Linked DNA regions of Mus musculus: region 1 is linked to region 2. A link is a contact called in public ChIA-PET data. All regions are on one chromosome and are shown on one strand. The core of a region is the stretch at or near the end of the contact, and the rest is flanking DNA. Distances in the headings are between cores, read along the strand shown. Region 1 overlaps Frmd4b (FERM domain containing 4B). Region 2 holds the start of Arl6ip5 (ADP-ribosylation factor-like 6 interacting protein 5).

Region 1 (3,815 bases), core at 460-2,959, 83 kb before region 2:
CTCAGCTCACTATGGATATGACCGCCAGAGGGACTACAGCAGGTCTTTCCATGAAGATGAAGTAGACCGCGTGCCACATAACCCATACGCAACTCTCCGGCTGCCAAGGAAGGCGGCCGTGAAATCTGAGCACATCACCAAAAACATCCACAAGGCCTTAGTTGCTGAGCACCTGCGTGGCTGGTACCAGAGGGCTTCTGGACAAAAGGATCAGGGGCACAGCCCACAGACGAGCTTTGACTCAGACAGGGGATCGCAGAGGTGCCTGGGATTTGCAGGGCTGCAGGTCCCCTGTTCTCCAAGCAGTCGAGCATCTTCCTACTCTTCAGGTAAGACTGCTGGGGGAAGCACATCACTCCAGGGGCCACCATGTATCCCAACCCATCCCAAACCACTCCTGTCCAGGGTCATAAATTGGTCCCCGAGGTCATTCAGAGTGGTGGTCATTAAGTGGACCCGTAATAAGAACTGCCAACTTGAACAGCTTTCAGAGAGCATTAGAGCCTGATGAAGCCATTTGTAGATCTGAGCCGGGCAAACACAGGATGAGGGCCCAGTCTGTGTGTTGTCCTGGCTTGGTGCTTGCTCCAGCTTTGTGCTATCTTCACCTCATATTGATAGCCACATCTCTTAAAAGTATTCTCATCACTGGAGTTTGATGTTTTGAAAGAATAAAGAGACACATAAAGTCAGCAGAAGGCATTAAGTAAGGATCACACATCCCTTCCCACTGGCCAAGATGTCATAAATCTAAAGATCGAATATTCCTGCACCTGCCTGCGTAACGCCTACAGTCATTCCGATAGAACTGGTATTTGTCAAGTATTTTTCTACATACTTTGCTTATCTTATCTCAGTCTATACTGTTCTCAACTGAATTGCTAATGTAAGGAATTTGGGAGGCTGGGGTCATAGCTCAATGTTTGCCTGGGGTTCTTGAAAACCTGATTCCATGCCCACCGTCATTACTGAAAACTCCAGGAATTTTGGTAGCTAATTTTGATCATCAAAAGCATTCTCTTTCTAACCCTGAAATGGGGAGCTGGCTACTCCCTCTGCTCCCATTTGCAGAGTACCTGCTGCACACCCTAACCTGTTCTGAGTAATTTGGAGAAATAGGAGCTGAGGACTGGTCTGCCCAGCATAGTGCTAGGTCAGTATTGAAGGACCTCAAGGTCCTTTGAAGGGTGTCATCAGCAACTAAAGGAATGTATGAGTTGAAGAAATGCATGAATGCTTAAACTACACAAAAACCTGGGTCCTAGGTGGGAATTTCCAAGCCTGTGGAACAGTCAGAGTGAGCTGTTCCTTTGTGATTCATAAGATTGTTGACAAGAGACATTGCCATGGAGAGTACTGCTTGGGTTCTATTTTATTACTATTTCTGCGACCTGGACTTCCGGGATTATCCCACCTATGACCACATCTAACACAGGAAGAGGTGTCTATCACTGTTTCTTGTGGTTTATGGCTCTGATGTAGAGGACACCTATCCTGCTCAGAGGACCTCCTGAACTTCCTCAAAGCTCAGGGTGAAGCATGGAAGGCTTTCACGGGTCACATCTGGAGAGAGTTCCCCAAGAATGAGAGCAAACAGGGGTCTGGAAATTCTTGTGGATGGCTTTTGGTGCGCACGCAGGGCTGGGGAAACACCCACAGGAAACCAGGTGTGAGTCAAAACCCTTGAGTGTCTTGGCTGTTGGTTTTGTATCTAGGGCAAGGGTGAAAACGGAGTTACTGCTTCCTGGTTCAGACCTGGTATCAGTTCTGCTGACTGCACCACCAAGAGCATTCCTCCTTACCCCATCCCCCACCCCCTTGACGTTTTTTAAATAGGATCTTACAGTGCATCCAGGGTTGACCTCAAACTCATGAGTCCTCTCCCATGCCTGCCCTACCACACCTGGCTAAGAGCATCTTTTAGAAAGAATTAAGTGGATGAAATCAAGGCTCCCGGAAATCCCTTCTGGAATGTTCCTGCCCCTACTTTATAGCTTTGGAGATGTATTTCTACAGGCTCCGATCATTCACACGGAGAGCTACATTTCCTGTTTCTGGTTAGTCAGACTCTGCACCACCTGAAGGCTTCGTCATGACTCAGTTTCAGGAGTGATCATAGCCACCTTTTCTTGGCAGCTCTGTGTCAGGGTGCCCTTTTAATGGGAGCAGCAGGGCTGTAGGGCGAGAGCTGTGTGTTATGATTCTTATTTTACAGTTAAGGTGACTCTCTCTGGTTTAGATAGAGTTTGAATGACTGCCAGTCCCGTAGGCTGGCAGGTGACAAAGTAGGGCTTCCATCCCAGGGCTAACAGTATGACCCCCGCAGGCTTCAGAGCCCTTCCCTCGGTGCTCAGTCTTGGAAACCCTCCGTGAGCATCCTACATCTGTTAGTGTAAATCAAGTGGCATTGTGGCCAAAGACGCATTGTGAAGTTTGTCAGTGGCAAATGCAAGTGGCTTGTGGGTGTGGAAAGAGGTCAGTGGACAGAACGTGAGGAACAGGAAGAACAGTGAGCAGGGCTGTCTGTGAGGCTTAGACACACACAGAGCTGCCGAGTCACCTGTGCAGCCCAGGCATGGGGCAGGACTGGTTCCACAAAGAGAAGAGCAGAAACCCAGTGATAACCAGTGACACCCAGTAACATTCCTTCAATCAGGCTCTGCTTCCAAATTGTACCCTTGTCATCTCCTGGATCCACCCTTCTGCAAAGCTAGCCTCTTCCACCTCCTGCTAGCTTCACCCTCCACTTTTCAGTCAACAATAGAAAACGCCCTGCCTTACCAGTGGCCAGTGTTGCCTTCAGCAGTCAAGTCTTGACAAGTGACCTGGCTGAAGGCTTTTCCTCCACATTCCTCTCGACGGATTCTCAAGTACCATCTGGTCGGATCTGAAGCCCAGGTGGCAAGGTTCTCTCCCTTTGAGAATCCACTCCCTTTTCCTTCTGGGCTACTTCAAAACGGGTGTTCTTGAAAATAATTCTGTCTTCCCTTTGGACTAACTCCTGTTAATAGTAATACTTACCATGTTGCGAGCCTTTATTCTGCACTAGGCTAACTATGTTCATCATAACCTTCAGTCCTGGTGCTGTCACCACAGAAAATGTACTTACCCTCTCCACAATAAGAAAACTGAAGCTTCAAAAGGAGGAGCTATTTGCCCAAGTCACTCAGCCGGCTATTAACCCAGAAAATTGAACTGATTATCAATTCTGGCTCAGATAGGGGTTTCTCGTTCTCAGAGGTAGAACAGAGGCAAGGCCTGGACCCACCCCCTCAGCAGTGGCAAACACAAAACTAAACCCAGGCTTCCATCTCTCTGCTCTGCACATACCGGAGTGTGAAGCAACCTGAACAGATTTAGCTTGGAATAGTTCAACTAACGTTCTCTCTCTTTCTGTTCTCATTTCTAGTGTCTTCCACAAATGCTTCTGGGAACTGGAGGACCCAGTTAACCATTGGGCTATCTGAATATGAAAATCCAGTGCATTCTCCCTACACCAGCTACTATGGCAGCATCTACAATCCCTTGTCCTCTCCGAGCAGGTGAGAAAGTGTTGGCCAGGTTCTCGGAGCCTGGTCCTCTTTGAAGGACGTGTGGCTCCTACACTGCAGCCTGGTGGTGAAGAGGCATAAAGTGGGATTTGGTAAACAAGAGCCTACAGGCCCAACCCAACTACCACCATATTCAGTAAATAGTGTTACACTGGAAAGTGGCTATGCTCATTACTCTACCTGTAAGCTGTGTGTGTGTGTTCACACTCTGAGGACAAAGATAAATGGCTGTGACAAATAAGACATGGCTAGCAAAGCCAAAAA
Region 2 (3,863 bases), core at 1,191-3,690:
TTTGTGGGGAAAGCTAGAAAGTGCTTAGAGATGTATAGAAAAAGAAACAAATTAAGGTTACAGGCTCAAATTATTCTGGGGTATAAAGAAATTTTTATGTTTCTGGTTGGTCTGGAACTCATGCAATCCTCCTGCCTCGGCCTCTGGAGTGCTGGGTTTATAAGCATAAGCTACTATGCCTTGCCTGCTCTTTGCAGATATATAACAACAGGTACTTTTCTCTTTATCTTCAAAGACGTAGCTAACAATTAATAGTTCTATGTGACATAGAAATGAGAAAGGTGAAGACTCCAGACTGCCAGGTTCAGTGGCCTAAGATCATAATGAGAGAGCTATATTTAGTTAAGAGCTGACTGTGAAAAATGGGTTCTATGAAGGCCACAAGGTGACCAGGGCTGTGCTGGAGTCTGGACATATAATGCTTTGAGTGTGAGGGGAGGGGGATTTTATTTATTTTTTCCTTGTATATTTGATTGGTCTGTGTCAAACCTTTCTATTTAAGAGAAGATAATCCACCCCATAACTAGGTAACCACCAAAGAGGAAGAAAAGAATATGAAAGTTTACAAGAGATGTAAACCCATTATTAGAGTTCTTTGGTTTTGTTTTGTTGGATTTTCAAGATAGGGTTTCTCTGTGTATCCCCAACTATACTCATACTTGCTCTGGAGACCAAGCTGGCCTTGAACTCACAGAGATTCGACTGCCTCTGCCTCCCAAATGCTGAGATCGAAGGCGTGCACCAGCAGTGCCCAGCTAGTTATTTTATTTTAAAGAAGCGACTTTGTGAAGTCTGTCCTCTGGGAAGAAGCAGAGTTTTGGGGGCAGGTTCAGGAACAACTGCCTCTGGCTTTCTTCCCCTGACTAATGGTTGCTCAGCTGCCCGTTTAGTCAGAGTCCGCTAGAGCCTGTGTCCTCTGCACACTACGCCATCCCCAGAGTTGGCAGTTCCTTCAGCCACACACAGCTAAGATCTCACATGGAGCCCACATTTGAGAACCGGTGACCACTCCGAACCACGCCTGGAAATGAGGAAGCTTGCCAGTCTCCTCCGTGCTGTGAGTTTGCTCCTTTTGAGGCTCAGCAAATGCCATGTGTCCCTGGGCCAGAATTCAAGTCTGATTCATCTTGGTGCGCTCAGAGCTTGGCGTGGGATCTGGTGCCCAGAGGTAGCTAAGTAAATAAGCCAGCTAACCTCAGGCCAACTTAAGACAGCGCCTTATCACGCACCCCTTCCTAAGAGCCCCGAGTGTGCATCTCTTCTCTCTCCTTTTTGGGATTGTTTTTTGTTTTTCTCCCTAGCAGCTTCTCTTTCTCTTTGGGTTTGTTCGGAAAGAGAAACCTTAGAAAAGGACTTCTTTTAGGGCAAGAGGGTGTTTTGTAAAACCTTCTATTTAAATTCGTATAAGAGATAATAAAATGGCGAATATAACCATTTATTTTGTTAAAAGGTGGAAGAAGCATTTTTAAAGGGTAACCTACAAGGAAAAACAGCTTCTCAGGAAACAGGTGCGGAAATGTGTACGTGTATGTGCGCCAGAATGTTCACGTATAACCTTACTTAGCACAGGAAACTTCTTAACCAGCATCGAAAAGGCCTTCAGAGATGTTTAAGACCCCAGGCTAAGGAGCAAAGCTAAAGCGACCGTGTCCGGCAACTTCTAGGGGAAAAGAAAATGTCAGGGGGCCTCGTTTCCAGAGTCACCTCACAGGGGAAGATGCGCCACCAGGAGACTCGCATCCGCCTGAGCGGAAGCTCAGTTCTATGTACAGTATAGACAGACATTAGCCGGAGAGGCCACTTAAACACAGCCCTGGGTCCACACCCTGTCACTCCAGGCTTTGCTAGGCAGCCCCAGGACAAGGTTACAACACCACCACATTTTTTCTTATTTTTAAAACACCCACTGTGCTACAAACATCTGACAGGCGAATATCTTCAGCACGGGGACGTGGGAGGGGGTAGTTCTCATTGTCCCAAGTTCTCAGCGTTTTCCTCACCTCTTCCCTCCCAGGGTCCCTGCTCAAGCCTCTAGAGCAAAAAGAGAAAGAAAGGGGACCTCAGAGAGCTGTGGCCTCGCCCTGAGAACAAGTTTCCACTGGGTGGGCCACTTCCCGAGACCCTTCCCTGAGGCAGGCGCTCCGTGTGGACCTAGTCTTGCATTTCGCGATCTTGTCCTCGTGGTCCCTACGTCCTGACCCTGGACAGGTGCTCCAGGCAGAAGACCCCACTTACCCAACAACCGAAATCATCATGGCAGCCACCACCAGGTAGTTGGTCTGGTAATAGAGCAGATTGCTCACTACACGGTTGTTCCATTTGGAAATGTCCCTGAAGTCCGGCCGGGCGAAACGATCAGAGCCCGGGAAGAAATCGTCCCAGGCACGGAGCGGGGCGAGGTTCACGTCCATGTTCCTCTGCTTCGCGAGCTTCGCCTTCGGAATCTGGAGGCGGCGGCAGCGACAACCAGCTGGATGAAAGATGACAGCGGGTCCTTCGGATTGGTTCTGCGGTTAAAGCACGGCAGGGCTCAGAAAATTGGCTGCGGGCGGGTGTGTTGGTCTGTCTGTGATTGGCTGGAAGTGGTTAGTGACTCAGAGCAGTGGGCTTTATCCAATGTTAGGACAAAAAGTAACTAGCGGAAATCCCCTACCTAAACTAAAGGTGGTGTCAGTTCTCTCTGGCAGTTTAAATACAAACCATCTCTTTTTAAACACATCGCTTGTGTGTGTTCTTTGCCCTGAAGGGAGAAAAAAAAAAAAAAAAAAAAAAAAAAAAAAAAAAAAAAAGCAGCTGTTCAGCTGTCAATATAAGTGGAATGGAATGGAAGCCGGCCTCAGTGTCACTGAAGTCCGGTATTGCTAATCTCCCCACATATGCGTGCAATTTTCATGAGTCACTTTGTGTGAAATCACACTAGAAAAAAAAAAAATGGGAGCAAGGGTTTGACTGAAGTGAACTGAAATAAAGTGATTGCCAGCTCGCCTTTTTCTTCGCCCTTCATTTCTGCTGTCCTGTGGCAAAATTACTGAACCGTTGTGCCATCGTTATAGATAGAAGATAGATAGAAGCGGATGACTTCACTTCTTCCTGAGCGAGCTCTTAGCAGCTTCAAAGCAGACAGCTGCTGGAGGTGCTCTGTGTTCCTGGGCAGAAACATGGCTTCCCAGGCCAGAAAGGTTTCTTAGTTTTATTCCAATATTAAACAAATAACATTTACCTAAGAAAACAACTTCTACAAGACCACCAAGCTACACAACCATAACACATACACAGAGAACCTAGCACAGACACACGTAGGCCCTGTGCTAGCCGCTTCAGTTTCTGTGAGCGCCTATGAGCCCTGCTTAGTTGATGCTGTGGGTTGTTTTCTTGTGGTGTCCAGGATCCCCCTGACTCCTAGGCTTCTAAGATGGCAGTGCCTAAGGTAACAGTGTTTCTAAATTTGCAACTGTTAATTTTTAACCAAACTCAAAGTGCTCTACTAAGACCACCAACTTACCCTAAAACAAAGAGTAGTAAAATATACTTGAGGCGAAGTCAGACTTAGTTGTTTAGCTGATTAGAAAGGCAGTTGAGGAAATCATTGGGGGCTTTATGAAAATGTCTTCTGCCACTGGTGTTTAGGATAGCCTGGCAATGGACTCCAGCAATTTACTTTGGAGAAAAGTAGTTCCTAAAAAATCAAAACAAAACTAATTTATTGTGAATGAATGTCTTGCCTGCATTGTGTATGTGCTGTACCCGCATGCTTTGTGCCTGCTGAGGTCAGAAGAGGGTGCCAGAGCTCTTGGAACTGGAGTTACAGATGATTCTAAGCTGCCACGTGGGAACTGGGACTTGAATCTGGGTCCTCTGAAAGG

Evidence for each region. ChIA-PET counts read pairs in DNA pulled down with a chosen protein or histone mark.
Region 1: an RNA polymerase II ChIA-PET map of effector CD8 T cells shows a contact between it and region 2, with 321 read pairs. The contact joins the enhancer-like site here to the promoter of Arl6ip5 in region 2. A contact is called at or near these places in 6 of 484 Hi-C or Micro-C datasets (CD8 T cells, Th1 cells, embryonic fibroblasts and 3 more), 4 of 115 datasets of contacts at active chromatin or transcription factors (bone marrow-derived macrophages, effector CD8 T cells, embryonic stem cells and 1 more) and 3 of 9 other capture datasets (adipose tissue, liver and pancreatic islet).

The regions. Positions count from the first base shown.
Region 1 is chr6:97,292,090-97,295,904 of GRCm38.p6, reverse strand. It overlaps Frmd4b (FERM domain containing 4B), which reads left to right. Exons shown (of 23, transcript NM_001346637.1): 21 at 1-329; 22 at 3,410-3,542. Among named protein-coding and RNA genes, the nearest start is that of Gm32191, 41 kb to the right of the region's middle. Within about 2 kb of position 1,709, at least 90 of the 459 cell types and tissues checked have an H3K27ac peak or open chromatin away from gene starts, as enhancers often do. A contact at or near this core is called in CD8 T cells, Th1 cells, adipose tissue and 3 more, where this site is marked.
Region 2 is chr6:97,209,369-97,213,231 of GRCm38.p6, reverse strand. Arl6ip5 (ADP-ribosylation factor-like 6 interacting protein 5) reads right to left here and starts at 2,440. Exons shown (of 3, transcript NM_022992.2): 1 at 2,236-2,440. The coding sequence starts at 2,411.